Regions from separate parts of the Rattus norvegicus genome. Here region 1 is linked to region 2. The links are chromatin contacts, called in public Hi-C maps. All regions are on one chromosome and are shown on one strand. The core of a region is the stretch at or near the end of the contact, and the rest is flanking DNA. Distances in the headings are between cores, read along the strand shown. Region 1 overlaps Zbtb20 (zinc finger and BTB domain containing 20). Region 2 overlaps Zbtb20 (zinc finger and BTB domain containing 20).

Evidence for each region. Hi-C and Micro-C count contacts between places; a contact is called where the count stands out from the background.
Region 1: a contact with region 2 is called in a Hi-C map of psoas muscle, with 1.8 times the contacts expected there. The contact joins two enhancer-like sites.

The regions. Positions count from the first base shown.
Region 1 is chr11:71,110,652-71,115,815 of GRCr8, forward strand. The region is part of intron 3 of Zbtb20 (zinc finger and BTB domain containing 20); the gene reads right to left. Among named protein-coding and RNA genes, the nearest start is that of Zbtb20, 180 kb to the right of the region's middle. Within about 2 kb of position 2,565, at least 9 of the 93 cell types and tissues checked have an H3K27ac peak or open chromatin away from gene starts, as enhancers often do.
Region 2 is chr11:70,606,464-70,611,916 of GRCr8, forward strand. The region is part of intron 9 of Zbtb20 (zinc finger and BTB domain containing 20); the gene reads right to left. Among named protein-coding and RNA genes, the nearest start is that of Mir568, 49 kb to the left of the region's middle. Within about 2 kb of position 2,163, at least 58 of the 93 cell types and tissues checked have an H3K27ac peak or open chromatin away from gene starts, as enhancers often do.

The DNA of each region.
Region 1 (5,164 bases), core at 1,315-3,814, 500 kb after region 2:
TGGTACACAGCTGTACATGTAGGCAAAGCACTCATATACTCAAAAATAATAAAAAGTTAAGTTGAAAGTAGAAGAAGAATTAGTGACATGACTGATTGCATGACACAGCCTTTACCCCTCCTGTCATCAAACCATCAGAAACACATGGTAAGCCGGATAAGGTTCTTTTTATTGCTAAACATTATGCTTTGTAACTGCTTTTTCATAAAACATTGTAAAGACACCAGCTATTAGAATTCTTAGCCTAAGCTCCCTTTAAAGCTAAACAAAATCATATGAAAAGATTGCCTTTTAATAATGACTACATGAAGCCAACTTTTCAAGACACAAATAAATTTATTTATCACCTGGTTATTGCATCTCGTAATAAATTACAATGTTCAAATTTTTATTTCATTTGTTCAGTTATAGGGTCTTACTGATAAGTGCTTTTCTTAAGTAAGTGAAATTAACATTACCATATGAACTGTATTTGCTGTTAAAAGTATCTCACTAGGGGTTTGATTTATTCTATGATGCTTTCACTGATTTAATCATTGCTTAGACAATCAAAATATAATAATTTATTCTTGTAAAGGAGAGAATTTCTTGGGAAGTCCTGTGTCACGAACAGTAGACATCAGTGACTGCTAAACCCATGTCAATTCTGACATTTCAATTCTCAGTATAATACTGTATTTTCTTCTGCCTCTGTGCTCTTTCTTCCTAAGAAGTTTATGGGGAAAAAATGGGAGCTTTTTTTTTCATTTCAAGTGAAAAATAAAACTGCTACTTTTATTCAAAAACAAGAGTTAATGCATTTTGAAAGTACATAGAATGTAAAATTTAGGAAAATCAAAACATAAATATTAACTAAAAGATTGCACCACAAATATGTTACAAGAAAATATAACTAAGTTCTCTACACTTGAGTTCTAAGTCACAAAGTAAATGAGCAGTGAGTACAAATGTATAAAAATACTATAGGGCAAAAAGAAATTAATAACGAAAAGTATGAACACAAAGATCACTTTTTCTATGTACTTAAAAAAATGAGATTGTAATTTAATTACAACGCTCATTTCCCTTCACTTTCCTCCCTCCAACACACATAGCAAGACACACACACACACACACACACACACACACACACACACACACACCCATTCTCTTTTTCTCTTAAACTCATGGCCTCTCTTATTGTATTGCATGCATATATGCGTATGTATATTGCATATATATAGCATATATATTGCTAAATATAAACTATGGAGTCCACAGAATGTTACTTGCATGTGTACTTTCAGGCTTAAAATTTTGACACTGGACAACCAACTGGTGTGCTCTTCCTGAGGGAAGAGCACCTCGCCAGCTCTCTGCATTACTCAGGCAAACTTAACTTTCAATAACACACAAAAAGCTTTTTGGAAAAAAAAACGAAAACAAGGAAAAATATAAATCATTTAACAGATAATAGGAAAAAATCTAAATATGCAATGAACTTTTAAAAATATCGTGAAATCTGATATAAACTGGACATAAGACAATGATGAAATATAATTTTCATTCTTCCAGTAAGATAAAAGACTGCTAATACTTTATACTACTGCGACTGTAGGAAACTAGGAATGTATTGTTTATAGGCACAACACAACGATGTTTTTATGATTTACGGGTTTTTTCATAGTTTTTTTAGCTCTAGAGTGCCTGTTTTTTATTTATTTGTTTATGTATTTGCTTTTTAACAGGATCTCGCCTTGTAACTCTGGATATCTGGTAACTTGCTCTGTATAGACAAGACTTGCCTTGAGCCCACTGAAGTCTGCCTGCCTCTGCCTCTGCCTCTGCCTCTCCAGTGCTAGAATTGAAGGCCCACGCCACTAAAGCCAGCCTTAGAACAATACTTTTGAAGGTAAAATTTTAGAAACAAATAGCAAAGTATTTGAACACTGACTCCATTTGATTTTAAAGTTCAGTTATGTAGATTGCTAGATGAACTGCACGCTTTGATGAGTAAGGTAAGTTGATAAAGCCATTATTTTCTCTACATACTTTCATGAATCCCCCAACCTTTCAAACACTTAGAAAATAGGAGTGAGCAACATTGTTTAGTGCCCTGATGAAATTGAAGGAACCCCTCTGTAAGAGATCAATGCACTGTGGAACTTCTCACAGCATACCTGTCTCCCTCCAGAGAGGCCTTCAGTTTGCTGTGGCCATTCCCTCTCTTGTAGAACAACTGGATTAGCTGATAAGATACTCTGTAAGTTACCTAAGAGCTCTTCAGTTTCTGCTTTTAGCAGCTCACAATCTGATACAGATGGTAGAAAAATACATTGAAAAATTTAAATATCAATTTTGAGTATCTAGATCTCCTGAAATGAACAAGTATCTATTTAGTGTTTTGTGTGCAGACTGTAACCATGTTTTTGTAACAAAAGCAAATAATGTAGCTGCTGAAAAATGTGGCAAACTGAATAAATTAAATATTATTTTAAATGCTACATTGCTGCCTGCATGAGCAGTGCTTCTAGGTCTCAGTTCAGCTCTGCCAAGGTGGTGAGACTTGCCAAGCAGGATTGATGTGAAGGGCGTGTGCTGTACTCTGCACGGCCTGCCAGCCCACGGATACAGCTCAACTCTTACTGTGCGCTGATACATGCTCACATACATGCATTTCAGGGAGGCAGGAAGTGTCAAAGTTAGTCTGAAAGCCATGTATGTATTTTCACCAGCACTCATTTAAAAGCCATAGTCTACAAGAGGACATGTTTCCAACTCATAAGAACCACCCTCTATTTTGTTTTTCATATATTGAGTCCTCAATATAGTAACAGCCTTTGTCCATGGTGACTTAACACTCTAGATGTATGGGCAGATCTTCTTTACAGGCTCTTATCTCAGGAACAAGTTGGATGGTAATTTTTATGTATTGTAAATTATGTATTATTGTATTTCTGGAAAGCCAAGTAGTACACTCCTTCATTTCAGATTTTATAATGGAGATAGAAAGAGTTATAAGAATTTCCTTAGTAAGGTTAATTTTTAACCAATAACAATGCTGATATTAAACACAGGACAGTTTATTTTGCAAACTGGGATATTTTTCGCCTCTTCAAGATTACACTGAGTGTGTTTTAGTTTCTTGAGTAAAAATGATATATCTTGATATCTACACACTTAGCAGTCTGTGGGCTGGTTTTATCCCTCTGCTACATTTTCACCGCAGACGTGCTCCTTCCCTCTGTCTGGTCCCACATTCCCACGTCATGTTGTTCACTGAGCCAATAATGAGGTGCACACAGCATTGATTATAGATGTGAAACTCAGGGAACAATATCCTGCCATCAGGTTCTCACCAAATACTTTTATCTTCTTATATAGTAATAATTTAATTGTGAATGAAGCATTTGTAGAAATTTTTCTTTCAGGACAAAACTGTAGGTGAGAGTAAGTTCCGTTCAACCTCCCTGGGGGGATAACTATAAGTTCATAAACAATTCTGCGCTAAATTGTAGGCTATCATGAGATGAACAGTAAAAATAAAACACCTATGACTATTCCTTTATAGATCCTATAGATCAACCTTCTATCTACTTTCAGTCTTTATATGCAGAAAAAGAAGACAAGGTGATAATATTACTTTCAGGTAATTGATCAGGCTGGCGACATGGCTCAGCAGCTAAGAGCTCTGGCTGCTCTTCCTTTGATACCAGGACTCACCCAGCCTCCTCTGACACAGCCCATAGAGCCTGTACATGCAGGCAAGGCACCCAAACGCATAAAATAAAAATTAATATATCTTGTGTATTAGGAGAAAGAAATGATTGAAGAATGATTAATTACAGACAAATTAATACCAGGACTTCCCTCCTTGCCACGGTTACACTGACTCGCATACTCAATACACAGGCCAGGGCAGCCTGTAAAACTGCAGTCATCAGCTATCTCTAGTCCTTCCCATGACTGGCTCCTTTACATTGTGCAGAGATTGGGTGCTATATCCTCTGAAATGCTAGTCATGACTCCACTCCCCATCTCCATCCATTGTCCATCCTTCTACCCACTGGGTGTCATGAATACTACCTCTGACATTATGAATACATCCTATTTACCTGTTTCTTATTAGTTTAGTAGTCTACACATACCCACTCCAGTTACCATGTTACCTTAGATACAAAACATGGGACCTTTCTCTACTTATTCAGAATTCTGAGGCCTGGGATCAAGCCTGATCTACATCAGAAATAAATCTGCATTCTAGCAACTTGGTGACAAGTCTGAAATTTCAACTACTTGAGGAAAAGTGACAAGATCAAAACCAGTGTGAATAATTGTCTTAAATAAACAAAAACCTAAACAAAATAACAACAGCAACAACAAAACAGCCTAGGAGCAAGGCCAGGGATAGAACTCACTGGGAAAGTGCGTATATGAGGCCCTACACTCAATCATCAGTCCCCCCCCAAAAAAACAAGAAACTATAACATAGCAAAACAAAATATTTTTCTCTGGTTCTAGAACAAGATAAACTAATGCATGTTTACTATATTAATATGTTGGGTGGAAATCAGAGTTGGATATTTATAAATTCAAATTTTCATTTTATCTTTTTTCCTCTAGCAAAGAAGTCTAATGCTTAGCTCTTTTCTACTGTAGAAATATGCTTTCACTGAATATTAGTTCACCCAGTAAGGTATTTTGTTCAATAGTTAATGTAGTAATAATCATATAATATCTCACTAATTGTTTTAAATTTTTTAATTCAAAATTCTTGACTTAAAGTTCTGATTATGAAGTGGGAAGGGTTAACAAATGCTTCAGTAGTATTTCCAACTATTCCTGGAATACTGAACTCTGCTGTCTTCGACTATCTTCAAACAAAGAGTAATCTAAAACTTCCTTACCAAAAAAGAAAAAAAACAAAAAAACAAACAAACAAACAAACAAAAAACAATGACTCCTTTTATTAGGATCAATTTGGGAGAAGTAGAAAGAACACAAGTTTCTGTGCTGCTCAAACTCTCTCAGTCACTCACTGGCTATATAACTGAGCTAAGCCCTGCAGTTCTCTCCTGCAAACACAACCCTGTCCTGGTCACTAGAGGAATATGTATTTTGTATATATGGCCTTAAAATAAAGTCCTAGCAAATGTTACATACAGTGATCAGATCGCCCTAGAGT
Region 2 (5,453 bases), core at 913-3,412:
GGTGCCTTGAAATTAGATTGAGGTGATATTACTGAGAAGAAAAATCATCTTCTTCCTTTAAAATATTAAAGGCAACCAAACATGGTGGCTCATGTCTGTGGTTACAACATTCTGGAGGCTGAGGTGGAAGATTTCTCAGTTCAAGCTATGTGGTAAGACCCTATCTCAGCAAAGGCTCTCACAAACAAAACTGAAGGAAATCAACTCGTACCTAACGCTTTGTGGGGAATGGCTTTGCGTAGTTTTGGGGACTAGACACAAAGAGGCACTGACTACTTTACGAGCAATAGTGATCTTAGGGACTTAGGTTCCCTGTTGAGGGCACCTATAATCACAGTGAGTGAAACAATTCCTAGAACTCAAAAGGACCAGACTCAGCTGCATCTTTGTGGAGAGTTGAGCAATGGCAACTACAAAGCTCACGATGGACCAAGGATCTGACCTCTTCCCTGGACTTCCCATGTATTGTACAAACCTGGGGATGGGAAGACAGTCCTGAGACTTCTTTTGACTTCTATATAAACCGTGTACACAGCAGTCTTAGGTTTAACTTTCTTGAGATAAACAAGGAAATGGTTTGCATACTAGAATGTTTAGGAATAAATCTGTACTCTATACACATACTAGATAATTTATAATGACAGTAAATTAATGCCTCCTCCATTTTCACTTGTCTTACTGTGTATGTCTACCTTACCCAATGCAACTACAAGGACAACTATAACTACAACTGAAAGAACACAGGTTGCTAACTGGATCTCTGATGCTGTCCCACACACTCCCTCAAAGCGGTAGGTGTTCTCTAAGTGACTGGTTATTTCTCCATTACACTGTACAGACACGGCTGAGAGCACAGGAGTTCAGGGTCCATTTTCTCTGAGGTGAGTCTACCCGTTGTTCCAGGAGGTCCTTCTAATCTCTGGTGGCCCACGTCTGGTTTTCCTTTTGGGTTTTGTTTTTAATTTCCTTGCCCTCTCATTAGTTAATAACCGTGGTTCTCTCTTCACTATGAACTTATGGTTTAAAGCAATTGGTTTATGAATTTACCTCACTTCTTTTAAACCACACTCATCTGTTTATTATTTCTGATCTGTGCCAAGTTATTCTCAACTTCCTGACTCCATCTGTCCTAAGGAATATTCTACCAGGCCCTTCTGCCACTGAAGATTCAGTGGACCCCAAAGATGAGCCATGCTTATACAAAAGGGAAAGAGACACACATTCTGGGACCTGAGGTAGAAAATTATCAGGCTCAACCCTTGCCTGACCCAAGGAAAGCAGTGCTTGGTGGTAGATGCTGGAAGCCTCTGTCAATGCGTGCTGACAGCTGTTCGTCATGTTTGTGTTAACAGTGGCGAGGATTGTTTAGAATATTTTCACTTGCTGGCCACTGGGTGTCCTCATTTACAAAGTAAATATGCAACATTTAGAGCAGGTCACCAGGGAGAATAAAAGCCACTAGTCTTCTCTTTGGCTTTTCACACACTGGGTCTAAATTTATTGCTAAACTCACAACCAGGTTGTATATTAGTAATGTTTAAAAGTTTTCAGGTCAAGCTGCTAAAAGTTCTTAAATTGAAAACAAGTTATTCAGTGTCCAGACAGGAATTTCAAAGGCTGTTTCTTCACAGAAGGGACTGTGATCCAGCCATTAGAATGAGCCCTTATTCCTCTGAAAGCTGGCATGAGACTGTGACTATCTGCAGAGATCCAGCACAGAGAAGCAGAGAAGATTGTAATTTATTCCTGAAAAGAGAGAGAACACCAAATATCTCTATGGGATATTTGTTAGATTCTTTTTTTTTTTTTTAATCCTGACTTTTCTGAAAACTAATTAAAAATAATAATGAGAAAGATAAAATATGTCCTTTGTCTGAGAAGCCCAAAATAACGTGAAAAATAGCACAACGTGCTGGGTCAGCATCATGACTATTAATCATTTCCCATTTAAAGGCAGAGAACTGAGTCGTGCCTTTGTAGACCAGTTATTTCATCTATAAATGAAGACGTTTATGCTCCACGGGGATGTCTTGGGAGAAGCTGAACAGAGTCTTAAGGCACACTGGGCTCCTGGGATGAGAGAGTGTGCATGAGACAGACTGAGGACATTAAGAACAACTGCGGTTGCATCACAGCTGTGTGTGACTCGTCTCTGATGGCAGATAGGAATCACGGCCAAAGCTCGTACAGCCAACAACTATTTCCTGGCTTGGTCATTCCAGGGCGCTGAGGTCGACATGCTCTTGCAACTATTTTCTATGCGTGGTGATCTGATTTTCTGCTTTTCCACAACTCTCACTGTCGCCTCACTTTGCTTATAGTTCTGAAGGAATTCTTTCCTTTTCATGCCAGAAAATATTTCTGCCTTGCAATCCTGTTAATTCCTCAAAGTGGAGACAGAACTACTATTAAGGGTAGAAGGGGACTTGCCTTCAAATGTCATCCTTGGCTAATTAGCTAATCTTTCTCAGAAGTAAACTTCACTGGGGTAATTTTTTCACTAGTGTACATCTCAGCTTAATTATTATTCTCTGGCATGCCATTTTGGTATATAAATTATCAACATGATTCTGCGCCATAACTGGTAATTTATACAGATAATATCAGGGAAAGAGGAAGCTCTCTGAGCTATTCACTGCTTTTCAGAGCCATTCTTGGCTTTACCGGCTTGGCTTACTAGGCCTTTTTGTTTGTAAGAGACCACCCACTCCTGCCGCCAGGACCGAGATCTGCGGCTCTTAATCAGTGGTTAAGTGCACAACAATGCACAATAGCTCGGTCACTCTCACCCTGTGACTGTACAAAGGCTTCACAATGCCTTTGCAGTGGATGGAGACATCTCCCCTGTAGTCTGAAGATCTTTAAGTTCCTCGGATTTAGACTATTCCCCAAGTCTTTAATTAGTAGAGTCATGTTTGAACTACTGTAACCCCAAAGACACATATCTGCAGCGTCCTTCTGATCATATTTTACTCTAAGCACTTTCCCATTTTGGCTTCCTTGGTTTGCTCCTCTAATTTCACTTTCAGAACTTCTCGAAGCTCAGTGGCTGAACGTTACACAGCACGGGCCTTATCTGATGTGCCGGCGCCTGGTGTGGCCTAAGACACACTGGTGTTTTGTTCTTATAGTATGGGACTGATGTTCTGAAACCTTGACTCCAACACAAAGCAGATCCTTAGCTCATTTTAAGTGTCTCTCTTCTTCCCTCCCAGCCTCTTCCTACCCACCCCGACACTTCCTTAGTCTTATGTGCTGGCGGCAGATGGCTACCATATTCCGAAGCTGAGTATATACAAAATCCTGCCGAGGAGAACAGAGTGCCTTCAAAGTTAGCCTTTCTATTCAAGTGGATGGCAGAGGCTTCAGGAGCAGAGGACTCCTCTCTCGTTCACTTAGTGCTCTGTTCATTCGGCCAGGAATTTGTTTTCTCACATCTTTTTACTGTCCAGCCAGTCGAAGGAGGGTGGGTGTGAAGCAACTCTCCTGAGGGCCCCTGCAGCAGGAGGGCCCTAAGATTCTATGCCAAGCTCTTATTTCCCTGGGCCAGCTCTGCCTGCTGCTGATCAAATCATTCCGTTCCCAGGGGAGGAGCTTGGGAGCACTATGTGTGGGGGCTGGATGTCTCAAGAACTGCCTCCTTGCTATACTAACAGTCATATGCTGTATTTGCCAGGCAAAGACTGGACCTAGGAAGACGATGAGACAAGAAAGAATGGTTGGAGCAGAAAACTGTTCCACTCAGCAGTAATGGAAGGTGGAAGTGGGGAAACCTTTCTTTTTAGTTACTGCAAGGTTTTCTAGAGCTTTCACCCAATCATCTGTTTGAGCATCTCGTGAACAACATCTATTTCCATGATATCTATGAAAAAACAGGCACCAGATTATATTACAAAGTTGACCTTAACCCTGCCATATTGCTATGAAAATCAAAACATGTAGCGGTCTATGCTCAGGAGAAAGCACTCTGTTTTCCCAGCATACAAACCTAAGGGTATCTGGGACTCACTTTTGTTATGTAGGTCTGCTGAGTGGAAAAATTCAATTCAATTTCATAGCCCTGCAATATGCTCAGTAATACAGTTCCCTGAGCTGCCCTGTCTCCTTCAGCCATCCATTCTGCAAACACTTGCTCAGCACCTACTACGGCTAAGCACTTCACTGGATCCTAGAGATTCAGCAGTGGACAGGACCCGAGTTCTGCACTTGGGACTTCTACCCAGAGAAAATAAGCATTCAATGTTTTAGCTGGGGCTGAAGACTCAGTGGTACAGTGACTGCCTAGCAAGTGTGGGGCAACAGGTCCATTTCCCAGGATGACAAAAATGAGTGTATGAATAAGTAAATAATAAATCATTAAAATAAGGTGTTCCGAAAGTTGGCAAAGGAGCCTTTAGATAGCTCAGTGAATGAAGATCCTTGCTACTCCACCTGATGACCTGAATTCAATTCATGTCTCCCTGTGGTAGAAGAAAAGAACCCATAAGTTATTCCCTGGCCTCTACTCACATGCTGTGGCATATGTGTGTGCCCCCTCCTTACGTGCAATAATTTTTTTTAAGCTGCCAGAGAATGGATGTTATGGCTAAGCTCGTTCTAATTGGATTTTAGGCTTGCTCCAAGGAGGGACTTCATACCCACTACAGTAAACTTTGTCAAGGGCTTGTGGCTGGGAGATCACTCGTCCTCGGGAAACACACTACCATCACTTGGATAAATAGGACAAGTGGTCACACTGCCTCCTGAACAGTCATATTTATACACAGGCCAGTGCTGCCTTCATCAGGGAGATTTGTGTTTGCGGTATGCAGTGGTGAAGCAGGCACATAACCGGTTGCAGTGCTGAGGATAGGGAAGGTAGAGTGCTTGACTGCAATGGGACATCGACCGCCCTCTCCAAGACTCAGGAAGCATCAAGAAGGGGAAGAGGCAGAGGACTGGAAGGGGTTGCAAAGGGGTGATGTATGCTAGAGATGACGTATCACTGCACGCTCCAACTCACTGCAACAACAGTTCCCCATTTCAGCCCTGTAAAGGGTGTGCACCTCAACATTTCTTCGTGGTAGGGGGAGGTGCTCATGAGTCCCCATAATTCCCTAAGGAACTACTGAGAATTAATGCTGACCAGGGATTTCATGACATAACCTGTCACTCATGCCCATTCAAGAAACTGTAACTAAAGGCACAGAGACATAACTACACACAAAGGACATTAAGGAAGGAGGGAGAACTGCTGAGATCAAACAGTTTTAGTGGGAGAAGGAAAGGGATGAGAAGGCAATGGGTGTGTGTATGTGTGAAAATGACTAAATTTGTTATATACACGTAAGGAGCTCTCAAATATTTTAAAAATATATATCCATGAATATACTTCTAAAATTATTTGAGAGCTATATATTATATATAAATTATATATTATTAATATTAAAAATTATATGGTACATGTATACTGG